Linked DNA regions of Ovis aries: region 1 is linked to region 2. Evidence: chromatin contacts called from public Hi-C data. All regions are on one chromosome and are shown on one strand. The core of a region is the stretch at or near the end of the contact, and the rest is flanking DNA. Distances in the headings are between cores, read along the strand shown.

What was found. Hi-C and Micro-C count contacts between places; a contact is called where the count stands out from the background.
Region 1: a contact with region 2 is called in a Hi-C map of mixed tissues, with 4 times the contacts expected there. The contact joins two enhancer-like sites. A contact is called at or near these places in 2 of 16 Hi-C or Micro-C datasets (liver and mixed tissues).

Annotation. Positions count from the first base shown.
Region 1 is chr20:7,170,745-7,173,444 of ARS-UI_Ramb_v3.0, reverse strand. All of the region lies in intron 1 of GCLC (glutamate-cysteine ligase catalytic subunit), which reads right to left. Among named protein-coding and RNA genes, the nearest start is that of GCLC, 15 kb to the right of the region's middle. Within about 2 kb of position 1,269, at least 17 of the 54 cell types and tissues checked have an H3K27ac peak or open chromatin away from gene starts, as enhancers often do.
Region 2 is chr20:7,036,758-7,039,585 of ARS-UI_Ramb_v3.0, reverse strand. No RefSeq gene overlaps it. Among named protein-coding and RNA genes, the nearest start is that of KLHL31, 37 kb to the right of the region's middle. Within about 2 kb of position 1,530, at least 9 of the 54 cell types and tissues checked have an H3K27ac peak or open chromatin away from gene starts, as enhancers often do.

The DNA of each region.
Region 1 (2,700 bases), core at 20-2,519, 130 kb before region 2:
TTCTTGTATAAAAAGAGGATAACGCCTACCTCAGGGGGTCACTAGTGATTACAAAGAATCACGCCTGTCAAGTGCCTAAAGCGGAAGCGAGTCCACGTATCCTCCAGTGTTACTGGGGATTACCTTCTAAGGTCTCAGCGCAGGGGCACACATATTGAGGCAGAATGGTGTCTTGCAAGTGTTCTTAGCAGGGCACGATGGCCTGTAATCAACATTACCCAAAAGACTTGAGATAGAGCAGAATATCATGAATATTTCACCCTAACGCTGCTTCTCATGGCATTTATTTCCGGTACCCGGGGTCTCAGTAAAAGGAAAGCCTTCTGGCACAACACCCATTAGCACTGCGAAAGCAGGCACGGATCAAGTCACTCCCCTCTCAACCACTGCCAAGGTCTGAAACTTAGAGGAAGGCAGCGCCCATGCCACGCGGCCGCCCGGCTGCTCCAGCCCAGCCCCTCCTCTCCAGTCCTGCCCCCAGGCCGCACCAAGGTGACCGCGGGGCCTTGATGCTTCTCTGGGCCTGCACGGCACCTCTGCTATCTGCTTGGCAAGCTCTGGCCGCAGGCCTTTGGGAAGCTGGCTCCGGAGGGGCTCTGGTCAAGCGCCTACTCTTCAGAGGACCCCTGGCTGACTCCCAACACCAGGACCCCTCTTGGCCCCACATCCAAGGGCTCCACCCACACTTGGGCCTGGTGAAGTTGTGGAAGGTGGTTACCCTGGCCAGAGCAGTCGCAATTTCCCCTCTCTCCTCACAAATATTATAATCATGGACATTAGGGACATGTTTTAATCTCTGGAAAATATGGAAAAGAACCACCGTGTCCCTTCCAACTCTTAACTACTGTTTCTGTAGTTACACTCTTCCAGAAATTCTCACAGTATAGGACCATCTCTTTTTCGTTCCCTCTCAAATGCAAGACATTGCATACTCTGTATTGCCAGGAAGGGAGTTTCTGTTCAAATCCATTGTCTTGCTACCCAAGGCTCACCCCTTCTAGCACATGATCTCTTAGACTGTATGCATACATCAGTGGAAATCTTCCTAAAGCTGATTACGTCCTCTGGCGCTACAACAGGAAGACACTAAACACACTGCCATTTACGAAGGCTTCAGACTCCAGGCAAGTTCATTTCTGTAAGGAGAGGCATAACAGAGCAAGGACCTGGGAGGCAGCCACCGGCTACCGCGCCTAGATCTGCTTCTCCAAGCTGCTCTTGGCACTGGTTTCTCACTATGTAGCTCACCCTGAGCAGAGGAAAGAGACGACCGGCGTGCAGGAACAGCGTACGAAGTGGGTGATCTCTGGGTGAGGGCTTGGGACAGGCTTCCAGGAGTAAAGTGTATGCCCTCTGTGCTACATACTTGCTTCCTAGTTGCGGCTGTTTGCGTTCTGAGGCCAGCAATTCCTGACCCCTGGGTCCCTCTCACCCAGCCAGAGCGGCCCTGGGCCGAGGCAGCACCGCAGGCCGGGCTGCTGTGCCTTCCAAGCGCCCAACTTGTGTAAACACGTGAACACTTGAGCGGGAAATGAGGGGAGTGCTCCCAAATAACCTTTCTAGGTTGCTCTGAGGCTTCCAGGGCTCAGCATATTCTTTCAAACAAAAAACCTTTTTTAAATCAAAAAAAATGTAAACGTTCGCAGAGGCTCTGGCCTCTGGGTTTGTTTTAAAACCCTGCTTCTTCAGCACACAGTTCAGAAAGAGGTTAACTGAATCCACAGGACTGAAAAACAGGCCTGGGGCATGGGAGACAGGACAGTGGGTTTGTGTGAAAATCTACGTTAATTACGAACATCTGGTTTGGGGGTTCTTTTGTAACCTTGTTGTGGAAATAAGTTCAATTACTAAATCCTGACCATAGCAGACACAAACATCTAAAAACACTGAGAGCTCTCCAAACAGAGTGGAGCCGTGGCCGTAGGAACTCTCCAAAAATACACCGACACAGGTAACCAAGCTTTCTGGATGCAGAAGATGTGTTCTTTTGGCTGGATGTCTAACGCTTATGATTCCTGAATTTCTCAAACAAGATCTGAGAAACTCAGCCTTTAAGAGGTGGCAATTCAGGGTCATCGTTCTGAACTACTCAATCCTTTATGATCAGTTTCAGTATACAGTCCCCTTGGCTACTAAGTTCAGTGACCAAAATGCGTATGCTTTCCGAGCTCAATTCTGTTTCTCTCTGAGACTCATAATCAAGATTTCAAGGACCCTACAAGCTGTGAAAACACGCATGGGCTTTGTGCCATTTATCTTGGCAGGAAACCAATTCTTGCTCTTTTCCCAAGTTCTTAATATGTTCGGGATTGGTCTCTGCCAAAGCCTCCGGTCCCTGCCTAACCGGCCAATTTGGGCTCACTTCCGTTCCCGTCCCCATAATCCCTTGAAAGCCTGCCGCCCTCCCTGCCCCCAGGGTGATCCACCGCCCCTGAGGTCCTTCTTGGGGTCCCACACATGCCTGGGTCCCTCATGGGGGTCAGCTGGGTTCAGGGGCGCTGGTCAGGCTTCCTCTCTGGGTCAGGCACCTCGCCCTCCTCAGTTTTAGCCCTGTCTGCAGGCCTGCGGCCGCCCCACCACAAACACAGCCTGCCCAGATGTTGCGCCGGCTTCCTCTGCCCAGTATCTCTGCTGCACCAGCATGGGGCTCCTTCACCTGGAGGGTCCCAACCCAGAAGGCCCAAGCAGTTTCGCAGGAAC
Region 2 (2,828 bases), core at 281-2,780:
ACACAGGCGAGCAAACAGGTAAATAACTTTCACGCTTTTCACAAGCAATTTTTTTTAAAAATTTTAAATTGTCTTTTCCTGAAGAATGGGGAAAGGAGGACCCATTTTGCCTGCATGGGACTATGTCACTGTCATTTCCCTGCTATCTCACGTTGTGACCTTGGAAACTAACAGCCTTAACTTCATGCCTGCTTTTAAGATACAGAAAGAAAGTGTTGCTCCAGGCTTCCTTTAAACAGAGGGTCCCCCTTTGCTATTTCCCCAGCTGGTGAAGTTCTCTGCTCGCAGATGGCCTCTGGTGCAGGTTGAGGAGTGTCTCTGAGGCCGTCTCTTTCTTCTTTCTCCCACGTCAACGCCAACAATGACCAACTAAATAGCTTTTAGAATTTTACCTTCTGGGGTGACATCCACACGAAGAACAACAGATTTAAAGACAGGACAAAGACCATTTCTTCCAAACCTGGAAGCACACTAAAACAGAACTCAAGTGAAACAGTAGAAGAGAGTTTTTCTTAGAAGATCAAGTCTAAGGGTGAAACATGTTTACGCTCCTCATTTAAGGAGTGAAGATTCTCAGACTAGTGGGCAAAAGTTGATCGACTCTGAATTCTCCTCGGCAATTAGCAAATCCACACCTGTTATTGTTTGCATTGTGTCCCCCGCCCCCAAAGAGATGTTGAAATCCTAACCCTTGGTATTTGGGAACGTGATCTTATTTGGAATCAAGGTCTTTGCAGACTTGATCAAGGTAAGTTGAGGTCATTAAGGTGGTACCGATCCAACACCCTAAGGGAAGTTTGGACACACACACACACACACACACACACACACACAGGAAAATGCCGTGAGAAGACACAGGGACACACTGAGAAGATGGTCATGGAGTCATGGAGTTTCAAGTCAAGAAACGCCAAAGATGGGTGGAAGGCTCCAGCAGCTAGGGGAGAAGCACAGAACAGATGCTCCCTCGCAGCCTTCCAGAAGGAACCAACCTTGCTGGCACCTGGATTTTGGACCTCTTGCCTCCAGAACAGCGAAAGAATACTTTTCTATTGTTATGAGTCATCCAAATTGTGGTCATTTGTTATGACAGTCCTGGAAAACTAGTCCACCGCCTGTGGACTCAGATAAATCCTGTGCAGGGCTCCCCTCTGCTCATGTTTGCCAAACGCCCCCTTCCTCCTATTTAGATGCCTCAGGAATGGAATAAATTTAATAATTCTGCCATGAGATGCAACAGGCTGCACTCTGGTTTCAGTTTGACTGATCTTTCAGATAATCTGGGACTTTTAAAGTCTGATGGAAGCGAGCATTGTAATACCCATCCTCTTTTTGTTCTGTGAACTCAGGGACGATGCCGAAGGCGGTTTGGCAGACAGTCAGCCACTGGTAGTATGACTGCAAAACCTGATATGTCAGCTATTGTCCTCCTGTATTAGCGGCATCTTTGGGTGCCATGAACTCATGAAATATAACAAAGCAGTGTATTGTCTAAACTCTTCTGAATATGTGGCTGGTGTTCACATAACTCCCTTTGTCTTGGTCTGTGCCTGTCAAATGGGAATTCTCTGGTGTCTTTGTTTTCCTGTGGAGCCTTCCTCTCTAATCTGGTCCGTGTTTGATGACATGCACAGAAAGGGCACCATGCACCTGGCATAGCCAGGTCACGACAAGCACTGCTGAGCCGTTCTGCAGTCTCTGCATTCCAGGGGGAAAGGAAGGAAATTTTCCAGGAAGAAGAATTGTCACAGCTATCACACTTAGCCTGTAATACCTACGTGCCAAATCCTCCTCTAGGCACTGACAGCAGATAACTCTTTCCATTCTCACGGGTACCACTTGAGGCAGGTACCCTCACTCAACTGCCCAAGCATCTGAATTGCAGGGATGGTAAAGAAAACCTGCTGGTCACAAGATTGGTCAGGGCCGGAGCTGAGCCGAGGGATCCAGGGTGACTGGCTGCAAAGTCTTAGCTTTCACCATCACTCTGTTGGCCTCCTGCCTGGGAAATACTCCCACCCTGAATCTGAATGCTGTGATTTTTTTTTTTTTCCCACTGAAAACTAGCCTTTCTATCCTTTTCAGCTAATGCAAACTTTGGGTCTATGTCCTTGCCCAAGGTTGTGGGATCATCTTTGGAGGAAGGGGAGAGGATGAGATGGCCCCTGGAGCCCAGCTTGAGGGAGTCACGATGGGTGGTGGTATAGAGGTCTCTCCATTGTGGAAAGAGGAAAACCATGTGGGCACCATCGTCAAGCAGTTACATTTCCTCCAACTAGGCCCACTCACCAGAAATCCCTGTTGCTGTTGTTCAGTCGCTCAGTCATGTCTGACTCTTTGTGACCCCATGGACTTCAGCATGCCAGGCTTCCCTTCACTATCTCCCAGAGTTTACTCAAACTCATGTCCACTGAGTTGATGATGCCATCCAGCTATGTCATCCTTTTTTGCCCCCAATCTTTCCCAGCATCAGGCTAAAGATGGAATATTTTACTTAAAAAATTTTTAAAGTAATATTTTACTTTAAAAAGTCATGCTATTATATGATAAAATTAATGATATTGACCATTTGGAGATCTACTCACTTCCTTACAGAATACACACATTTTGGCAGGGGAGTGGGGATGTCAGAGGCCCAGGAAGGGAGGGCTAGGGCCCAGTGCCTTGTCGTCCTGCAGGCCAGCATCTCCACTGGTTGGAGTGGGCAGGAGAGAAGAGAACTAAGGGAAAAGATGGTCAGAAATGCTTCAAGGGCAGGGTTTCAATCCCATCTTCCCCAACACCTCTCCCTGTCAATTAAAAAATAAATTAACCCCTTTATCTTAAAA